Regions from separate parts of the Gasterosteus aculeatus genome. Here region 2 is linked to region 1. Evidence: chromatin contacts called from public Hi-C data. All regions are on one chromosome and are shown on one strand. Each heading gives the region's core, a stretch centred on a gene start, on an enhancer-like site or on the middle of the called end of the contact. The rest is flanking DNA. Distances are from core to core; before and after follow the strand shown.

Region 1 (6,765 bases), core at 3,792-6,291:
AGGGGACGGCTGCAGACACACAACTTATAAGCTTTCTGCGTTTTAAACAATCCTGCTGCTTTGGAAACAATGTTTCTTTATTAAAGCTGACTGGTGTCACACACACACACACACACACACACACACACACACACACACACACACACACACACACACACACACACCTGCATCTCGGAGAGTGGGGGCGCAGAACTCGCCCACAGGGTGAATTTACGATCTCCGGTTTCCATGTCCCACATGGACACTTCATTATTCCCCTGGACAGCTGCACACAGACAGAGAGACTTGTTATGATATACATCACATTGATTGATTATTACATCACATGTCATCTAGCCGACCCTTTTATCCAAAGCGACTTACAATAAGTGCATTTCAACCACAGGGATACAAACTCAGTAGAACAAGAACTCCATCAAATAAGCAGATTTACAACTTGCAAAAGATAAGAGCCATTAGTAGTACAGTTTAAGTCTTTTTAAATAGATGTTTATATTTATATATAATTAATTAATATATATATATAATTAATTAATATATATATATATATATATATAATTAATTAATATATATATATATATATATATAATTACATTTATAATATATGTAATATATTAATAATTCGAAATGAAACTGATGCTATCCCCTCACCTGCGATGATGGATGATTGGTAGAGTGGATGCATCAGCAGTCGTCTGATTCGTGCACGTGCAGGGTGGGAGTGGTTTGAGATGGGGAGCTGAAACCGCATATCCCAGCATGCCATAGTGCCACTGCTGGTACCTGTGGAGGAAAGAGGAAGATCTAAAACCTATGCCTAAATATATGGACTGATGGTTTTTAAATTTTTTTTAAATATTCAACCAATTTTTTTTTTGTCTTCAGAATGAGAATTGTATTTATTGTCTTTAAATACACATTAACATGAATCCAACATATTTGTAGCAAATGGAAAAATTGATGGAGAAGACGTTATCAGTCTCACAGCAGCTCTCAAGCTGGACACCGGTTCACTCACAGCTCCTTTCACGCTGATACGACATCCAGGCACCAGCCAATCAGATCCATTCATGCCGATACGACATCACAGGCACCAGCCAATCAGATCCATTCATGCCGATACGACATCACGGGCACCAGCCAATCAGATCCATTCATGCCGATACGACATCACGGGCACCAGCCAATCAGATCCATTCATGCTCACGTCTAAAGAGCCAAGCTCCAAAATAAAAGATGGAGGACCAAACTCCGTAGAATACGGGGTCCCTGCTCCATCTCGCCATTACATTACATTACATTACATTACATTACATTACAGGTCATTTTAGCAGACGCTTTTATCCAAAGCGACTTACATTACACTTTAAACCCATGGCTTTTTCACATTTTTGCCCGGGGAACAATTAGGGGTTAGGTGTCTTGCTCAGGGACACTTCTTGTCTTGCTCAGGGACATGGAACATGGGGCAGCTTGGAATCGAACCACCAACCTTGTGCTTCCCAGCACACCTTCTCTAACCCCTGCGCCACGACGACCATCAGTTTGGGGGTCCTAACCCTAACCCCCGTTGAAGAACCCTGATCTAACGGGTACATGATGCCAACCTGAACCTTAAAACCAACTAACTTGACCTTAAGACTATCGTCTGAAGAAAGACTGCCCTCACTTGAATAGCCTACCCTAAATCACAATCCCCACCATTTATTGCCAAGTATGTTGGACATACAAGGAACATGTCATGGCAGGTGGTGCATAACATTAGACAATAGTCCCCACAGACCTAGGCAGAGCCAGCACTGGTGCATGTCCACGCTGAAGGAGGTAATGAGTCCCAGGCGGAGGTCGTGCCTCAGCGTCCAGGCGTTGGAGTTGGAGCGAAGGTCCCAGCCGACCAGCGAGCCGTTGACGGTGGCGTAGGCCAGCACCGACTGGGCGCCAGAGTTGAAGTGGTGGATGTCCACCGCACAGCCGTCTTCCTGCGGGTCAAGTAACCTGAAGAGAGAGGACACGTGGTGTGACACGTCGTCGGGGCAGAGCAGAGACCTGTGGGTGTGGCTCACTTACCTTGTCTGGAAGGGCTGAACTTTGGGAGACTTGGGCGGTTTGTTTGCTTCCACTGCCAGCAGCTGGATGGATCCGTTGTCTGAAGCCACCGCCAGATAATGTGACCCCTGACAGAAGGTCAAGGTCTTCACGTGACCCCCGATACGGGAATAGGTCAAGACCGACCTGTGACAGCACACGTCAGCAATGTTAGAGTGAAGCACGAGTGAATGTGTTCACAGCCCTCAGCTTGTGGTCTCAAGTCTAGTATTTCAATAATGTGGGTTCTGGTCATGTGGTCTGTTGTTTTGGGTACCGTGGTCTTTGAGGTTGAGGTCTAGTGTTTTGATTACATGGACTCACGTCTATTGTTCACTAAAGTGGTTCTCTGGGGTTGTGGTCTAGTGTTTCAGTAAAGTGGTCTCTGGGGTTGTGGTCTAGTGTTTCAGTAAAGTGGTCTCTGCTTTTGGTGGACTGGTGTTTCAGTAACGGGGTTTCTGGTCTGATCTGTGGTCTTAAAGACTCACCTGGTGGTGGTGGTCTTTCCCTCCATCTTCTGACTGTCCCAGACCTTAACAGTTCCGTCATTGGAGGCCGTGGCGAAGATAGAGTGTTCGTCTGAGACTCTGATGCGGTTCACAGACGCTTTGTGCTCGTGGAGGTGAGCAACCAGCAGTCCTTTGGGGTGCCACCCTGAAACACGTACCACTTTGAATGAGAGCAATTACAGGATTGTCCTAAATTGGATCACATTTGACAGGTTCTCCTCTATGGAACGGGCCTGACAAGGGGACAGGTTCTCCTCTATGGAACGGGCCTGACAAGGGGACAGGTTCTCCTCTATGGAACGGGCCTGACAAGGGGACAGGTTCTCCTCTATGGAACGGGCCTGACAGGGGGACAGGTTCTCCTCTATGGAACGGGCCTGACAAGGGGACAGGTTCTCCTCTATGGAACAAGCCTGACAAGAGACAGGTTCTCCTCTATGGAACGGGCCTGACAAGGGGACAGGTTCTCCTCTATGGAACGGGCCTGACAATGGGACAGGTTCTCCTCTATGGAACAAGACTGACAAGGGGACAGCTTTCTCCTCTGTGGAACAAGCCTGACAAGGGGACAGGTTCTCCTCTATGGAACGGGCCTGACAAGAGGACAGGTTCTCCTCTATGGAACAAGACTGACAAGGGGACAGCTTTCTCCTCTGTGGAACAAGCCTGACAAGGGGACAGGTTCTCCTCTATGGAACGGGCCTGACAAGAGGACAGGTTCTCCTCTATGGAACAAGCCTGACAAGGGGACAGGTTCTCCTCTATGGAACAAGCCTGACAAGGGGACAGGTTCTCCTCTATGGAACAAGCCTGACAAGGGGACAGGTTCTCCTCTATGGAACAAGCCTGACAAGGGGACAGCTTTCTCCTCTGTGGAACAAGCCTGACAAGGGGACAGGTTCTCCTCTATGGAACGGGCCTGACAAGAGGACAGGTTCTCCTCTATGGAACAAGCCTGACAAGGGGACAGGTTCTCCTCTATGGAACAAGCCTGACAAGGGGACAGGTTCTCCTCTATGGAACAAGCCTGACAAGGGGACAGGTTCTCCTCTATGGAACAAGCCTGACAAGGGGACAGGTTCTCCTCTATGGAACAAGCCTGACAAGGGGACAGGTTCTCCTCTATGGAACAAGCCTGACAAGGGGACAGGTTCTCCTCTATGGAACGGGCCTGACAAGGGGACAGGTTCTCCTCTATGGAACGAGCCTGACAAGGGGACAGGTTCTCCTCTATGGAACGAGCCTGACAAGGGGACAGGATCTCCTCTATGGAACGGTTCTGACAAGGGGACAGGTTCTCCTCTATGGAACAAGCCTGACAAGGGGACAGGTTCTCCTCTATGGAACAAGCCTGACAAGGGGACAGGTTCTCCTCTATGGAACGGGCCTGACAAGGGGACAGGTTCTCCTCTATGGAACGGGCCTGACAAGGGGTCAGGTTCTCCTCTATGGAACGGGCCTGACAAGGGGTCAGGTTCTCCTCTATGGAACGGGCCTGACAAGGGGACAGGTTCTCCTCTATGGAACGGGCCCTACAGGTTCTCCTCTATGGAACAGGTATTCCTCGTGGAGTGTTCTGGTTCCTCCCCATGATACAGGTGAGCGAGGTTACCTGGTGGAGGAGGGCGACTCTCCCACTCTGCACTCTCCATCATCTGCTTGGCCATCCTCTCTGCGCTACACTGCTCCCTCTTCTGCTGCACCAGCTGCTGCAGCTCCACCTTGCAGGTGTTGATGCGTCGGTGGTAAGCGGGGCCGCTCGCCACAGACTGCAGGACGGGAACAGCTGGCACTGAGGCGCTTCTCAGGTTCTGACCCGCCGGCCCTTCAGCCGCCTGCGATCACAGTGGGTTTGTTAGTTACCGACTTCTGGATCCGGTTCAGGTAATCAACCAGAGCTCAAGGATCTCTTCATCAGATGGTTCTTAAATCATAAAACTCTGTGAACACGGCTACAAACGTCTACAAACACCTGTAAACGTGTATAATGACGGCCATGAACACGTGTTTGTAAACATGTCTATTAACATGCCCTAAACACGCGTGCTAACATTTTATACCACTCGTTTCCTGGAGGAACTTAAAGACAGAAGAGATACATGGTTCCTAATAGCTGCCTCCAGGAGGTTGTTGATTGTGAGAGGAACCCAAAAGCTCCAGACTGGCACTGCGTGGTGTTACCGTGGAGGGCGGTTCCTGAGACCCGAACATGCTCTTCCACTCCTCATTCATGGTGGAGTCCTGCTTGGTGTGCTTCCTCGCTGAAAGGCAAACAAACATGATGTTAAGTCTAGAAATGTCTGCTTCATGTTTAGATACGTTGAGATTGGCTCTAATGAAACAAGTTCTGCTTATTTGTACCAACTCTGGACCTCAGGGATTGAGATGTCCTAACATGTCATAGTCAGAGGTCCTTCAGGATCAGTGACATTATGAACCCCTTCGATTAGACTGTACATACCAGCAGATGCTGACGAGCTGATCATCAATCATCTGCAGAACATACAGGGCTTCATGCCCACCTCCATCACCACCCGGCCCCCCCTGTGGCATCGCTGGGCCGACTATTCCCTGCTCCACAGATCACGTTACATCTAAAGGTTAAAGCTGGGAATCACTGACTGATATTTATACTACATGGTTTCCATCTTCTTTCCTCATTTAATCTCTTCAGTCAGTCTAACTTTGTTTTAGGTGTCCTGTCCATCATGACGAGCCGCGGATCAATAGCACGCGGCTGATATTAAAAGTCCCACAAGGCAGTTTGACCCCACAGCGCTCTACTCAACACCTGCCTCACTCGCTCGCAGACGAAGCCGCTTTAGAGCGCCAGACAAAAGCAAAACGTCTTTACAGTACCTTTAAAAGTGGAACCAAAAATCTCAGGAAGAAAAAGAAGAGACGTCTGGAGGAAGATCCTACAAAATATTTTAAAATCTCTGACTTAGTCGAGAAACTGTTGTTGTGTCACTGTCACTGTCTCACACACACACACACACACACACACACACACACACACACACACACACACACACACACACACACACACACACACACACACAGGGGTTAGCCTAAATTAGCCAAAATTTCCCCAAAAGCCACAAAATGTTTTCTTGGGTTGTATTGAACACCATTAGCAATATATTAGTGAAATATATAGTATATAAAAAGGTATAAATACAAACCCAATTCCAAAGTGTACAAATTGTGAATAAAAAAGGAATGCAATAATTTACAAATCTCATAAATTTATATTTTATTCACAATAGAATCTAGACAACATCAAATGTTGAAAGTGAAACATTTTGAAATGTCATGCCAAATATTGGCTCATTTTGGATTTCATGAGAGCTACACATTCCAAAAAAGTTGGGACAGTTAGCAATAAGAGGTCGGAAAAGTGAAATGTACATATACGGAACTTATTAGGTCAATTGGCAACATGCTTGGGTATAAAAAGACTCTCAGAGTGGCAGCGTCTCTCAGAAGTCAAGATGGGCAGAGGATCAATTCCCCAAATACTGCGGCAGAAAATAGTGGAGCAATATCAGAAAGGAGTCTGAAGTTATCATCATCTATAGTGCACATCATCATCAAAAGATCCAGAGGATCTGGAACAATCTTCGTACGTAAGAGTGAAGGCCGGAAAACCATACCGGACGCTCTCAATCACATACAGGAATGCTACTGTAATGGAAATCACTACATGGGCTCAGGAATACTTCCAGAAAACATTGTCGGTGAACACAATCCACCGTTACCGGCTAAAACTCTATAGGTCAAAAAGGAAGCATATCCAAACACGATCCAGAAGCACAGGCGTTTTCTCTGGGCCAGGGCTCGTTTCAAATGGACTGTGGCAAAGTGGAAAACTGTTCTGTGATCAGAGAAATCAAAATTTGAAGTTATTTTTGGAAAACTAGGACGCCGTGTCATCCGGACTAAAGAGGACAAGGACAAGCCAAGTTGTTGTCAGCGCTCAGTTCAGAAGCCTGCATCTGTGAACTGTCTCTATACGGTCTCACACACTGTCCCACGGACTGTCTCTATACGGTCTCACACACTGTCTCTATACGGTCCCACGGACTGTCTCTATACGGTCTCACACACTGTCCCACGGACTGTCTCTATACGGTCTCACACACTGTCCCACAGACTGTCTCTATACGGT
Region 2 (7,575 bases), core at 3,249-5,748, 190 kb before region 1:
GCTCCGCCCACCACCAGCTCGCCCGGGACAGTTTGAAGAAGCCCATTGGCCGGATGAAGGAGGGGGCGGGTCGGACAGCGGAGAGGGCGTCGGCCACGTGTCAGGTGGTGTAGCTGGCGGCGGCTTTGAGGAGGTGACGCTCCCGGAGCTGGAAGATGAGGAGGAGGGGCACAAGATCCAGCCAATGACGGGTCGGCGCCGCCGGAGGAAGATCGCCCCCCACAGGAACTACAAGGTCTGCTCACACACATGGAGGGGTACCTTTAGTGGGCTGTTACTAATGGACTCCTCTTATCATCATCATCATCATCATCATCATCATCCCGACACAAAGTCTGTCCTCTGTGATGAGAGACAGACAGGTAGAGAGCTTCGACTGACCTGTCCGCCTCACCGTTCATATCCCATCAGGCCTCAGGGGGCGTGTCCAGAGCCATGAAGAGTCTGGACCCTCTGTATCCTCAGATAGGCTCCACCCACGACGACCCAGGACCAATCAAAGACCTGGATCCGAAGGGGGACAACAACCGTCCTCAGCCAGGTGTGTTTTTTATGAATCTATTTAGATTTTACAACCTAACAAGACAAGAGACCGGAAACACACAAGTAAAGACAGAAAACCGAGAACGACTAATAACAACCACAGCGTTCAATCAGTGAGACGTGATCTCCATCTTTCTTCAGCATCACGACACGTGTTTTTACTCCGGCAGGTAAAGACGAATCTGTTGGTGTTTCTGCTGCTCACCGACGGGAGTAACTGTTCGTTCTGTCCACAGAACAAAGCGCTGCATCATGGGAGGGTTCGCTCCCTCTCATTGACGAGGAGCTGGATGACAAAGGGGAGGAGGAAGAGAAGGTGAAGAGGAGCAGGACGGAGGAGGAGGAGGAGGTGGGGGTGGATTCTAGCACCTCCTCCACTCTTCCTACCTCTCCCTCCGTCTCCTCCTCCATCACATCTCCTATTTGCTCCTCCTCTGCTCCTCATCGGCCTGCTCCTCCTCCCGACCTCCCGGTCTGCGCCAAGAACATTTCCCTGTCAGCCAGCGGAGAGAAAGTCATCCTGTGGACCAGGTGAATCTGCGCTGCAGCTCCCGTCTCCTCCGCTGAGGGAAGGAATCTAAACCCGTTGTTGCTTTTGCAGAGAAGCTGATCGAGTCATTTTGACGACGTGTCAGCGCGAAGGAGCCAATCAGGAGACGTTCCAGTCCGTCTCCACTCTGCTCAGCAACAAGACTCCGAGCGAGGTGATGGTCGCTCTGCGGAGGCTGTGATTGGTCGAGAGGAACGCTGTCAGTAACTCTTCCTCGTGTCTGCAGGTCTCTCGCCGGTTTCGGGATTTGATGCGTCTGTTTCGGACGGCGGCGCGCCAAACTGGCTCTGAGGACGAGGCTCCGCCCACTCAGCCAGGAACAGCCAATGAGAAGGAAGACTGATATCAACCAATCGGAAGAGCTTTTAAAAAACATATTCCCAGGTCTTTTATTGTGAAATTACCTGCATGTTTTATTGTACATAATAAAGTGTAAATATGAAAATATCAGATTACTTTGTCTTGTAAAAAGGTGTTTTTTCCCTTTTAAATTAAACAGCTTTTTTCATAAAGTCTCTGTTTCTGAGGATAAAACGTTCAAAGTGTGATGACACTGAAATCCTGTTTGGAGTTGAACACAACGTGGGAGAACCAGCAACATGAGGAACAAGGTGCTCTGCTCAGAGGAGACCAGAATGGAACTTCTTGGCCTCGATGTGAGACGCTGTGTGGAGGAAAGCCAACACCACCCGTCACCCTGAGCACACCACCCCAACAGGGAGCATGGTGGTGTAGCATCACGCTCCTCTTCAGCAGGAAGCCGTCACGAGGGGAAGATGGATGCAGCCAAATACCGGACAATCCTTGAGAACATGATGGTCTGCAGAAGGAGCTTCTTCCTCCAGCAGGACGATGACCCTCAACATGCAGACGGCTACGACGGGACGTTCCCAGCGGACCAGTCAAAGAACATCAATCCCATCAGAGTCTATGGTGAGATTTAAATGACTGTTCAGACGTCTCATCCAGTCTGACTCAACATTTCATCTGTAGGTGTGGAGACTTTCCTCTGAACACCAGCAGCTGCAGACAAAGGGGGCTACTTAACCGGGCCCGGTTCCTCTACGTGGCTGACTGAGTTAAACGGATCATTTTCAGGATGAGATGACGTAGTTCAGGCTTTTTGGTTCCCGGAGAAGGTTTGTCTAAATCACCACATCAACACATGGAAACACTTGAAGCTGCTCCGGTTCATCTGAGCTGCTGGATCAGTTCATCTCTCCTCATTGATGAAGGAGCGACATCAGTTAGATGAACGTTTTATAGGGAGAGACTTGTATGACATCACAGAGACCCGTTATGACGTCACCATGACGTCCTGTACGAGCGCCGCAGATGCTGAGGACCAGAACCACTTATCTACAAGAAGAATTCCCTGAGCTGAGCGTCCACTGTCCCACGGACTGTCTCTATACGGTCTCATGTCTCACACGCTGTCTCTCATACTGTCTGTACGGTGTTGCGATGCAGAGAACATCTGGAAAGCAGCTGCATGTCGTGCTCTTGATAAAGTTCTGTTGGTTTATTTGTTGCTTAATAAACTTGTTCCACATTTCACTGCTTCAATTGATCAAATGTCTGATGATGAACAATAGTTGTGTGCTGATTATCTCTACACACACATAATTAACTAGTTCTATGTGGTCATTACACACGTATGATACATAAGATGATACATAGATTCATTCGTATCAATCTGGTTCTTTGGGCTTGTTTTCATCTACATAGATGATTATTCTCATTGATGATGATCATCATGAAGCCTCCTGCCAGCAGACACATTTAAATATAATGTGATTGATTAGAGTGACGAGGCCCTTAAATGAGCGTCACATTTTACCGACACGCGTAACGTTACCTTGTGTGATACTTTGTGGGGCTTGTAGCCTCCAGGGGGCGCTGTCAGTCTTTAACATCATCATAGGATTCATCTCATGTCATTTTGTATCACAAATGTGCCTCATGTGTCTCCACAGTGTGAACACATGTGACGTCTGTGCAGAAACACTCACATCGACAGGAAAAACTCCCCAAACAATGAGAGAGTGTTTGATGGGGAGAATAAAGGGAAGAAACCTTTAGAGACACAGGACGGTCCTCCAGGGACGGACAGAATGAACAACGTCAAATATGAATAATACGTTAAATTCATCCGACAGAAATGATTCAAATGAACATGTTATCTGCTCATGTGTTCATGATCATCTCCTGCTCTTCCTTCAAGTTCTGACGTGAGACGATTATCCTGATGATTGACATCTGGTTCAAACTAACGAGACGTTTGAGCGCCGATCCGCCTTCGAGGAACCGAGACAGTCTGATGTCAATCATCTCGGTAACCTGAGCTGGGTAACGGGACATTTGATGGACTTAGTTGAACCACGTACGAGGAACCGGGTCCTGATCTCTATTTTTTGGTTCACATTGTTTGTGTCACAATAAAAGTTGAGCAGCTTCAGAGTTCTTTGCATGTAGCGTCGATCCAATGAGGAAACAGTTAACTTGAGTCGCAGTTTAACAAAACAATGGAAAAAGTCAGTGAAGGGGGGAACACGTATTTATGATATATACACCAATACATACTGTACTGTGTAGAATGTGTACATTGTATATAAAGTTCATCTGGATTCTAAAAGTGGATTAAATACTTTTATTGTGAAGAATAAAACTTTTTTTATTGAGCCTTAAATTTGTAATATCAGTGAAAAGATTTGACAAATCTTTTGTCTGCAGACATTTCATAGAACTTTTTTCTTCTGTTTCAAAGTTTGTTTGTGTTTTAACTACTGGACTGAAGCGAGTCGATCAGCTGATCTCATCCCCAGAACCTCTGTCTGCCGGCGGGTGGAGTCGGCAGCAGCTCGGCAGGAGACGGGAGGACGAAGACGGAGCCGGACGCCTCCACAGAAAAGATGAAGTAGAAGTTGGCGGCCATCATGGCGAGACTTGGCAGGAAGGAGAGGCCGAAGCCGAAGCCCCGGATGCTGCTGCTGAACGCTGCGGCCACCCAGTAAACCAGCCTAGAGACACAAAACAAGCGCACCTTTAGTTCAATGTACAAACCAAGCGCACCTTTCTCTGAACGTAACCTGAATGAGTAAATAAAGTTATGTGTGAATCTCACCGGCCGAGGGCGAAGACAATGGTCAACAGCGGGATGAGCTTCAGCTGGTCTTGTGTCAAGTACATCGCCATGACGACCAGCTGCAGAAAGTAGATCAGGAACAAGGACGCGGAGTCAGAAACGAAGCGCTGATGGACGGTGACTTCGTGGAGCTCCGCCTCCTTGCCCTCGTCATGGAACAAGGGGCGGAGCTCCCCCGACCGGAGGCGGCTGACACCAAGCACCAGCCAACCTGTGGGGAGCGACATGGTTACCGTGGAGACGGGTTCAGCCAGGAGCTTCTCCGTCTATGGTGCCATAGTTACCGAGGACGATGGGGGCGGCGGCGAACACCGAGCAGCGCAGCGTGTAGACGAGCCGGGGGGGGGCGCCGTCCAGCAGCGGGGCGTCAAACGGCAGGAAGACAAACCCCCCCCACACCAGGAGGGGGAAGAAGAGCGCTGAGGTGATCAGGGACACGCCCACCTTCAGGATGTCCCGGCTGGGACAGCCCCGCCCACCTGAGACAGACACACAGGCAACAATTGTTAAGGTGGGTTAGTTATAAATAATCAAGTCACAACGTGAGCTTTAGTACTTTTTCAGATTAGTTTTAGTAGATTAGTAGATTAGTTTAATCAACATTTCTGTGGTCGGTTTGTCAACATTGAACCTTCTTAACATTTAACTTGAGAATACGGGTCCGTCTGACTCCCCGCTGGGCGTCATCTCATCTCAGCCCGCGGAGACTTTGTGGAGATGTGTATGTATGTATACATACATATATATGTGTGTTTGTGCTTTTAACATCTAAAGTTCAGCAGCACCACAAACTACAGCTGCTCCTCATCATCTTCATCAGAAACATTACGGACTGGACATAAATATATGTGAGTTATACACACATATTATACACACACACACACACACACACACATCATCAGGTCAGTCAGACCGTCCTCCGACCCGTTCTAGGTATTGAGAAACAGCCAGGTATACCTACACGTGCCAGGGGGCGTGTCCTCGGTCCACTCGTACCGGTAGCCATGTTGGTTGTAGTCCTGAGCGACCCCTTGGGAATCCAGGAAGGGGCTCTTCTCAGACTCCATCTCCCAGAGCGCCTCGCTGCCTCTGGGCGAGGACGGGGAGTGAAGGACGGTGACCGCGGGACTGAACACCTGAGCAGCTTTCTCTGGCAGGTGGTTCCCTCCAGGCTCCGCCCTCTCCTCTCCCCTCTGACCCCCCCTCCTCTCTCCCTCTGCCATCAGCCCTCTCTCACTTTCTGTCCAACTTGCAGACCTCCTCTGGTCACCTTTACCTGTGGGTCTGCTCCCGGGCCACTGCAGGGTGTCAGGCTCCACCAAAGCCGACCTCACCCCCCCCTCCTCCTCCTCCAGCCCCCCACTGTCCTGCATCTTGGTACTTCCTGTTGGGCACTGGGCATCTTCAGTCAGCAGAGACATGCCTGTCTGCCAGAGAGAACAGTGATCACATCACTTTATTGATCTCTAATCACATTCTCTTATTTAGAACGTTTATATTCACACATTGATCCGAAGGGGAGTAGTGATAACGTAGGGGGACCAGACGTCCTCTTTTCCACCGACATGTCCTCTTTTTGAATGTGTCCGGCAGGGATTCCAAAAACATCCGGGATTTTGCTTCGTGGGATATTTGTGTTTTTCTGGGTCTTTCACAAACTGGTCATTACGCCCTGACAGTTCGATAGGTAATCGCCGACTCTTCAGTCTTAGAGAAATATGCCCAACCACACGAGGACAGAAAAGTGTCTTCATTTTCTTATTTTAATAAGTGGCCATATAAACCATTTATTATTTAGAATGTTGTATGTGTTATCATTATTGCTTCAATATATGGACAAGACACATTACACCCCGCACTTGTCCACCCCGGACAAAACCTGTTTGTGCCCCTTCCATCTGGCAGGAGGCTGAGGTCCATCAGGACTAAGACCTCCCGCCACACCAACAGCTTCTTCCCGTCGGCAGTCGGGCTCATCAACAGAGCCGGTCCCCCACTGACCGACTATAACATCCCACCGGTCACTCCCCCTCACACTGCACATGTCACTTTAACTGCAATTCATCACTTTGTCTCTTGTCTGTTACTTGTTTGTTAGTGCACTTTATGCTTAATATTTTTCTTTTTTACTTTTTAATATTTAACATTTTTTAACTTTATTCTCTTGTTTTATACTAACCCATAGCCTTATTCTACTAACACATTGCATTAGCATTTCATTCCACTTTATTTTATTACTTGTGCACTGTTGTCTTGTCTGTCTACTGTCGCGCACTAACCGCCAAGACAAATTCCTTGTATGTTTGACATATTTTGGCTAATAAATGTTTCCTGATTCCTGATTCCTGATTTAAAGAAGCGCTGGACTAAATGCCACAAAAGTGTTGTTTTACATTTGCACTTTGAAGTTTTGTTAAAGTTCAATAAATAGATGTTCATATAGTCATTAGTGTCATATGTGACATCTGTACGCATTCACACGGTCATGGTGAGGCATGCTGTACTCCCCCCCCCCTCGGCCACGCCCCCTCCCTCCGCCACGCCCCCTCCCCCGCGCGACGAAGTGTCTCTTTTTCACAAACTCAAATCAGGTCACCCTAGCTAACCCCGCCCCCTTCTGACAACATGGCAGCCGTGACGTAAACAGATTAAAAGTCACCGAAATCAACACATAGTGACCGATTCATGGTAGATACTTTCACATATAGATAATAACTCGATAATCAGCAGGCGGCCGGGCCTCACTGATCAATAATCTCACTTTTAGAGAAGCAAAATAGCAAGCTAACCCACAGAGCAAGCTAACCCAAAGTAGCAAGCTAACACAAAGTAGCTAGCTAACCCAAAGTAGCAAGCTAACACAAAGTGGCAAGCTAACCCAAAGTAGCAAGCTAACACAAAGTAGCTAGCTAACCCAAAGTAGCAAGCTAACACAAAGTAGCAAGCTAACACAAAGTAGCTAGCTAACCCAAAGTAGCAAGCTAACACAAAGTGGCAAGCTAACCCAAAGTAGCAAGCTAACACAAAGTAGCAAGCTAACACAAAGTAAGAAGCTAACACAAAGTAAGAAGCTAACAATGAAACAGAAAACTAAGCTCACCGTGACGAAGTGATCTTCTCCTGTTGTTGTTTCCGGTCCTTTGCTGCGGCTCTCCGGAAGTTGAGCTCAGGTGTGTCCAGGTGAGGTGAATTCTCTTAAAGGAAAAGAAGCCAACTCACAGATACTAATACACACACTTTGAGGTACAAATACTACGTTGACACATGAAAGGTTAATGTTCAGTAAAAACTGAATAATCAGGCTTTTTAATGTATATAACATATTATAAATACTGTA

The links. Hi-C and Micro-C count contacts between places; a contact is called where the count stands out from the background.
Region 2: a contact with region 1 is called in a Hi-C map of skeletal muscle, with 11 times the contacts expected there. The contact joins two enhancer-like sites. A contact is called at or near these places in 2 of 6 Hi-C or Micro-C datasets (skeletal muscle and whole body).

Annotation. Positions count from the first base shown.
Region 1 is chr20:169,162-175,926 of fGasAcu3.hap1.1, reverse strand. It overlaps pik3r4 (phosphoinositide-3-kinase, regulatory subunit 4), which reads right to left. Exons shown (of 21, transcript XM_040164971.2): 12 at 4,776-4,855; 13 at 4,207-4,429; 14 at 2,574-2,739; 15 at 2,068-2,232; 16 at 1,784-1,995; 17 at 652-783; 18 at 165-265; 19 at 1-9. Among protein-coding and RNA genes, the nearest start is that of pik3r4, 17 kb to the right of the region's middle. Within about 2 kb of position 5,041, at least 3 of the 9 cell types and tissues checked have open chromatin away from gene starts, as enhancers often do.
Region 2 is chr20:357,299-364,873 of fGasAcu3.hap1.1, reverse strand. It overlaps LOC120811177 (transmembrane protein 79), which reads right to left. Exons shown (of 5, transcript XM_040166377.2): 1 at 7,339-7,575; 2 at 5,200-5,665; 3 at 4,523-4,717; 4 at 4,218-4,449; 5 at 3,633-4,113. The coding sequence starts at 5,659. The coding sequence ends at 3,909. gon4lb (gon-4 like b) reads left to right here. Exons shown (of 28, transcript XR_013453560.1): 22 at 1-235; 23 at 412-541; 24 at 780-1,074; 25 at 1,145-1,247; 26 at 1,320-1,477; 27 at 1,607-2,026; 28 at 2,087-2,650. Among protein-coding and RNA genes, the nearest start is that of LOC120811177, 4.0 kb to the right of the region's middle. Within about 2 kb of position 4,498, at least 2 of the 9 cell types and tissues checked have open chromatin away from gene starts, as enhancers often do.